Regions from separate parts of the Sus scrofa genome. Here region 1 is linked to region 2. Evidence: chromatin contacts called from public Hi-C data. All regions are on one chromosome and are shown on one strand. Each heading gives the region's core, a stretch centred on a gene start, on an enhancer-like site or on the middle of the called end of the contact. The rest is flanking DNA. Distances are from core to core; before and after follow the strand shown.

Region 1 (3,045 bases), core at 53-2,552, 1.0 Mb after region 2:
CTCCCACCTCAAATCAACCACTTATAGTGGTATATCTTTCACCTCTAAACTATCCTTCTATTGCCCTTAGGGAATTTAAAGTCAGAGACATGACGTTTTTCATTATTGGCTCCTTGCCTTGTTACAACTGTACAGCATTCCTCCAAAAGTACAAATAATTCTCCATCCCATGGGATCAGACAACAGTATTACTTCAAGAGCAATTATATACATATTGTAAGATATAATATTTTTCCTTAGAATTGTTTATAATAATTGTGATTTAAAAGCTACTGCTTCAGACTACGGCAATGGTGTTGCTGAGTTCATCTAAGTATTTCTCCTCAGTCTACATACTTTTAAAACTCAATGCTGCCTTGATTAGACTGCTTTAAGGGTATCATCTGCCCTACACAGTGGTTTGCTACAGCATTATACTTAGAAGACAACATATGCCTTGAAAAATAATACAAGTCAATGAAGAAATAAAGATACAGCAAAATTAGTATACACAAGAAAAGTCAAAAATTCCACATTTCTCTATTTTAACACCTGTATAGTACATTATATGTAACAATCACGTTGCTGTATTAACAGGAACGCAAAGCATAAAGGAACTACCTTTTGCTTTGCTTAAAGAAATTAAAGACAACAAGTTTAACCCGCACCTGACAAACTGTTTTCAGAGGAAAAGAAATAGGTGGGGGCAGGAAGCCTCACCTCTGCCATACCACACGGTGCGTCTCCCTGAAATCATTTTAAATATAGGCAATATATCTGTCACCTTTCCTTTTCTTTTTTCTTCCATTCTCATCAATGTCAGACCTTTTACTGCACTCCCCTGCCCACTATCTCAAAGGCACGTTACAGAATAAGAGGACCCAAGTGTCACTTACCAGTTGCATGCCACAGATAAAGATAAGCGTGCACCTGCCACTGCAATAACCCATGGTTTCCGAGACCCCTGCCACAGCCAGACTGTCCCACGTCGGCCACCGTCGAGCCCCCACTTTATCCAATCAGATCGCGGGGAAGGACAGGCAAACCTGCCGAGGGCTCGGGGGCTCCGGGCTGCTCCAGCCAGCGTCCTGGGAAGTGACAGGCATTAGGACCTGCTGGCGCGGCGGCGGCAGCTCCAGCCGCGCCCGCCACACATACCTTCACTCGCTCGGTGCACACGCCGCGCCGGGGGCAACGCGGCTCGCGGAGACGCGCCCGGGGCCCGCAGGGGCAGCAGCGGCAGCCTCGCAGCGCCGCCGCGCCCTCGGGCATCTGGCCCCGAAGTTTCGCCCCCGCCGCTCCCAGCGCCGGCTCGCCCCACGCCCCCCAGCGCGGCCGCCGCCCGACGCGCGCTCGCCCGGCGCTCTCCGCGCGCCGGCTCCGGGGGCGGCAGAAGCGCGCGCGGGGCGCTGCCCGCCTCCCTGCGCCGCCCGCGGCTCCTCTGCTCCCTGCGCTGCGGGGCCCGGCGGGCGGGGGCGGGGCGCGGGCCGGGCGGGGGCGTCCGGGCTCGCGGTCCCGGGCGGCGGCGGTGGCGGTGGCGGCGGCTGCTGCAGCCGCTGCGCGTAGTGATGCCGGGTCCGCGCCGCGTCCTGCAGCGGCGCTGCCCCTCCCCTCGCCCAGATGTGTTAATCCTCCTACAACAAATCTTTCAACCTGCTCCCCGCCGCCCCCTCCTAAAGCGTCAACTTCTTCCAGCCCAGTCGGGGCTGCCGCGAGGGGACTGTTGGTGGCAGTGTCTAGGCGGGAAGGAGCGGCGCGGAAGCGGCGGCTGCGGCGTTGGGGGCACTGGGGACCGCGGGGCGAAGAGTCCGGGCAGCATGTCAGTAGCTTGCTGGGCTTGTGTAGGTCCTGCTCCTGCAGCGAAGCCTGGAGCACTAAGAGCCAGAGAGCTGCGTGTGTGCGCGTGTGTCTTTGGGGGAAAAGGGACGAAGAGGAGGGTTAGGGAAGGGGGATGGCTGATTAAATAGGGGTGCAGTCCTAGTTTGCGGACCGGCCGTTAAGCCCGCGTGTCAGAGAAGAGTCGGAGAAGGGATGCCGAGATTGCCAACGCATTGCCTGCCCCCCCGGGCAACCCGACTCCCAAAATCTACAAGGGTCGGAGAGTGGAGTTTCGGAACAGACTCTGTTCTGGAAGAGGGACCGGGTTGCTACTGGAGTTGGTGGGAAAACTGGGAACCAGAGGGAGTAGGGACGCAATAAGTTGCCGGTGGTGCTTCACACTGTTGTTTTCACTCAAGAAATTAAAGGATCAGAGACAATTTCATCACTCAAGTACTTCAGCCTCGGGGATGTCCCAGCTGGGTGTGGATTCCTGGAGGTGGATGCGCCAGCTCCTGGCTTCGGAACGCAGGCGAGAAGCTAAGCCTCGGCTCCCATAACCTGCGGAGATGCACGCTTTGGAGCCCGCTGCTGCCACCTGCGGGTGGAAAGCTGAAGGGCGAAGCAGGCTGGTCCAGGTGGTCCCGGGGCTAGGGTATTGGAATCCAGGGGTCGATGTCTTTTATTGTCCTGAGCATTTCTAACTAACTTTCCCAGAAAGTGAAGGTGTGGTGTAAAGATCCTCTGAGATACTAGGTCGTAAGGTATGACGTGGCAAGGTTGATAAGAGAGGTTTAGGAAACTAAATAGCAAGTATCTTTCCGCATCCCCATAAGCAATTAAGACTGATGAAACCACATCAAGCAAAGAGCTTTCCCTAGCAAATGGGATTTGGCCCTACTGAGAGAATGGTATTTGTGTAGGATAATGTTATGCTGGGAACAACAAATAAGGATCTTGAATGACTGCTTCCTTTGAATAAGTACTATGACTATAGGGATGACTAAATACAAAAGAAATTGCATAGGGCATAGAGACCCTAGTCTCCAGAAGCCTGGGGCTTTATTTTCAGAAGTGATTTGTGGAGTTCCCGTCTTGGCTCAGTGGTTAATGAATCCGACTAGGAACCATGCGGTTGTGGGTTCTATCTCTGGCCTCGCTCAGTGGGTTAAGGATCTGGCGTTGCCGTGAGCTGTGGTGTAGGTCGCAGACACGGTTTGGATCCCGCGTGGCTGTGGCGTAGGCCGG
Region 2 (3,436 bases), core at 590-3,089:
ACTAGATGTCTTTTCTCTCTTGTACCTTCATTAAGCAACTCAAAATCAACCTTTCCAAACTGAACCAATGGTTGCATCCTCATTTCATCTACTCACTCATATGAGAAAGGCAGAAATCTATCTGTCTCTTATCCTTTACATAGTACCCATCCAGAGCCCATTAAACACTTATTTTTGCATTTAATAACCTATCCACTCCAACACTGGTCTTAGTCCAGACCCTCCTCTCACATCTCGGTCATTTTCCTGGTGTCCTGCCTTTCCCATCCAAGTCTTTCCTTCCTACTGATTGTATTTTTTTTTTTCCTAAAGTGCATTTCTGACTCCATTATTCTATTAACTATCTGCCAATTGACTTGCCATCATGCTATATAGAATCAAGTCCAAACTCCTTACTTTGTTCTAAGTGCTTTTCTGTGATTTCATCCATGTTTCCTTTTCTGGTTGTCTCTGGGCGCCAACCTCTAGCACGGGATGTAATTCGGTCATACTAACCTGGCTGCTCTGCCCTCTACATGGCAGGCTGAGCCATGTCCTGATGCTTTTTCACCTTTTTCCTAGGATCACTATTCTTGGCATTAGCTACCCCACGAATGTGTCTTTCAAAATCAACCTCGAGGGTCCTTTTCTATGAAACCTTTCCTGATTCCTTTTCTATCTCCCAACACTGTACACTCTACAGAGTTTTATACTTATTCGCATTTTTTTTTTTTCCACTGCAAACTGGTTAATTCCTGAGAGGTAAAAGACTGCATGTTATTCAAAATATCTAAAGCTTGGCAATTGTACTTGACACGCTGAGGACTGTTTTTACAAATACTTATAAAGGACGATCGTTTCTTTTTGCACACAGCACCGTGTAAACTATTCACTAAGTATTCCTGATTTTACATCATGTGTGAGTGTGACTGAGGATGAGCCGCCTCTAAATGAATCACTTGATCTGCCTCCTTTCTTGTATGATTGGAAAGTAAAAAAGGTACACATTTCTCTTTGAATATTTTTCTCAAATCCTCCTTTAACAGAGCAGCGGATTCTCCTCTTTGCTCCCACTGTCTTAATATCTATCCTAATCATTGTGAATATTTTTGGAAACCGAGAAATATGTTTCCCAACCCTGATTTTTCCTCACCGTAAATGTAGCTTCATGGGCAAGTACCCAGAGAGCATAGAAGTGCTTTTTTCCAGTGCTCCTACTTCAGAGCCTTAGAGGGCAAGGAAGGAGTGAAACCTTCTACCTGCCACTTAAAATTTTTTTTTTTTTTAAGAAAAGCAGAAAACAATGGAGCCACTTAGAGGCTTATGAGAGGGTACCGCCATCTAAATTCTGGATCGAGCAATAGTGAATGCTGAGGCTCTAGTTCTAGCCACTTGTATCAAATTATAGGAACAAGAAGGAAATAGGAACATTTAGTTTCATAACACATTTCTTGAAATAATCTGAAGGCAGCTTTTATGAGAATTTTAGGAACTATTGCACATTGATTGATAGGATTTGTAGTCCTGGATGAAATTGATTAGTTATCTATATGCTGGACATGTTCATGAGAAGCATTTCAGCCCGATGGTACAAGGGGCTTAGGCCCTGTTCTAATGAAGTGTTAAGATATTATCTGAGAGGAGGCGGTGAAGGTGCTCTGAACTTGAAAGACACAGAATAGAGCTTTAATACTTACAGCTGTCCTCTTCTTCAGTTATACATTTCACAACATAACAGGCGTAGATGAACCCTGCCAGCTGAAACAAAACAAAGATGCTTTAGACATGAGGCAAAGGCAGTGGTCTTGGACCTCACGGGGGGAGTGACTTTTCAAAGGCAGGTGGTCTGTGTGGCTGGATTTAGTGTTCCAAAATGGCTCCTCAGACTGGATCTGGACTCCAGTGTGGCTTCTTGATTCATAGAAGGTCTACTTGCCTTGAAAAATGAGTATACTGCTGTTTTTCATCTGCTCTGCATTTAGGCATCAGATTTTTTAAGTGCCAGGCAATCTACAACAAGTTTTTTCTGGGTCTTGAGAGGGAAAAAAAGTATGGCCATTCACTAATGGATTAACATCTATACCAATAAATTTCTAACTCACGTTTCATTAGCCTGGAGACTTAAGATTCTAAAACTGGATTCCTGTTGACTATCAGAAAAATGTTTTGAGAGGAAAATATTAAGGACACTCCATGGAATGTTGCATGAACACTTTGTCAGTAAGAATAACTCCTGTGTATACCAGAGCAGGAGCCAGCATATACCAAGTATAATTAAAATGACATATTACAGAGGAGCAATGAGGCGGATGCCTGTAAGGAGTGTCACGATGTATTGGGCTGGGATTACAATTACACACCCAAGAGCATCCTTTCTGAAATATACCACAGAGCAGTCCCTGTGGTCAGGGAAGTCTTAGCTCACTGAAATTAGTACCTGTGAATGAGCACAGCAAACTCTTTGATCTCTCTCCACTCAAGTGGTGTAGTTTTGTATTCCTTCATATAAGTATTTAGTTATATAATGAGCACTGGTGGAAGGAAACAAACTAATATAATTTCCTAATATGTGGAAGACTTTTTCTCCTCCCAAACAATCACAGTTTGAGGAAATCCTTAAAGGGAATCCTCAGGATAGTGATGCAAATTATTCACAATGACATTTCAGACAGACATTGATCTAAATATTGACTCTTTACAGTACTATCTGGCATTGGGGAAGGGAACCTTAGGAAAAAGGCTGCAGTCTTCAGTCAGGAAGCAAAGGCACAGGGCAAAATTTGCTGCTGTGATAAGCCTACTGAATTTGTTTTCTATTAGCTGACAGCAAACTTTTTGGAAGATGTGAGTGGAACTTTTTAGGTCAGAGGGTACACTGAGAGGTATGTAATGAGCAGAACTACTTGGAGACAGAGGTCCAGTTAAAAGGAACTTTAGAAAATCTCATTTGAGAAAGCATGTTCTGGCAGATTTTAGTTCTCTTCCAAAAAGAACTGGCATGAGATAAAACACTGGTTTTCCTGGCACAGAAGCGGTGACCCTGCTTGGGAGAGAAATGGATGAGAAATCAGACTTGGGCAACATCTTCTTAATGGGCTTTTCTCTTCAGATCCTGGATAAGAGGAAGTGGGGAGCCCCTGCCCCCCACCCTCAAATGTAGTATCTGAAACTTTTCACATAAAACAGATACCATATCATTGATGCTACATTAGCACTAAGGTTTTTAAAAAATATATTAGAAAGGTAATCATTTTTCTCTTTGAATTATTTGAACTGTTATTTATTGTTGGCAAAAAAAATTGAGATAGTAAAAACCATTTCCTTATATAATCACGGTCACTATTTTTACACAACTTTAATTTTTAGAGTACAGGATACTATTGAACAGTATGTCCTGTTTGGCTTTAGCAAAGATTTGATTTGACTAAACAAAGTCATAACAGTGATTTGAGCATTT

The links. Hi-C and Micro-C count contacts between places; a contact is called where the count stands out from the background.
Region 1: a Hi-C map of omental adipose tissue shows a contact between it and region 2, with 2.1 times the contacts expected there. The contact joins the promoter of NKAIN2 here to the enhancer-like site in region 2. A contact is called at or near these places in 1 of 5 promoter capture datasets (fetal skeletal muscle) and 15 of 47 Hi-C or Micro-C datasets (adipocytes, alveolar macrophages, brain and 11 more).

What each region holds. Positions count from the first base shown.
Region 1 is chr1:39,038,913-39,041,957 of Sscrofa11.1, forward strand. It overlaps NKAIN2 (sodium/potassium-transporting ATPase subunit beta-1-interacting protein 2), which reads right to left and starts at 1,303. Exons shown (of 7, transcript XM_021072801.1): 1 at 876-1,303. The coding sequence starts at 929.
Region 2 is chr1:38,035,737-38,039,172 of Sscrofa11.1, forward strand. It overlaps NKAIN2 (sodium/potassium-transporting ATPase subunit beta-1-interacting protein 2), which reads right to left. Exons shown (of 7, transcript XM_021072801.1): 5 at 1,677-1,737. Among named protein-coding and RNA genes, the nearest start is that of RNF217, 130 kb to the left of the region's middle. Within about 2 kb of position 1,840, at least 2 of the 83 cell types and tissues checked have an H3K27ac peak or open chromatin away from gene starts, as enhancers often do. A contact at or near this core is called in omental adipose tissue, where this site is marked.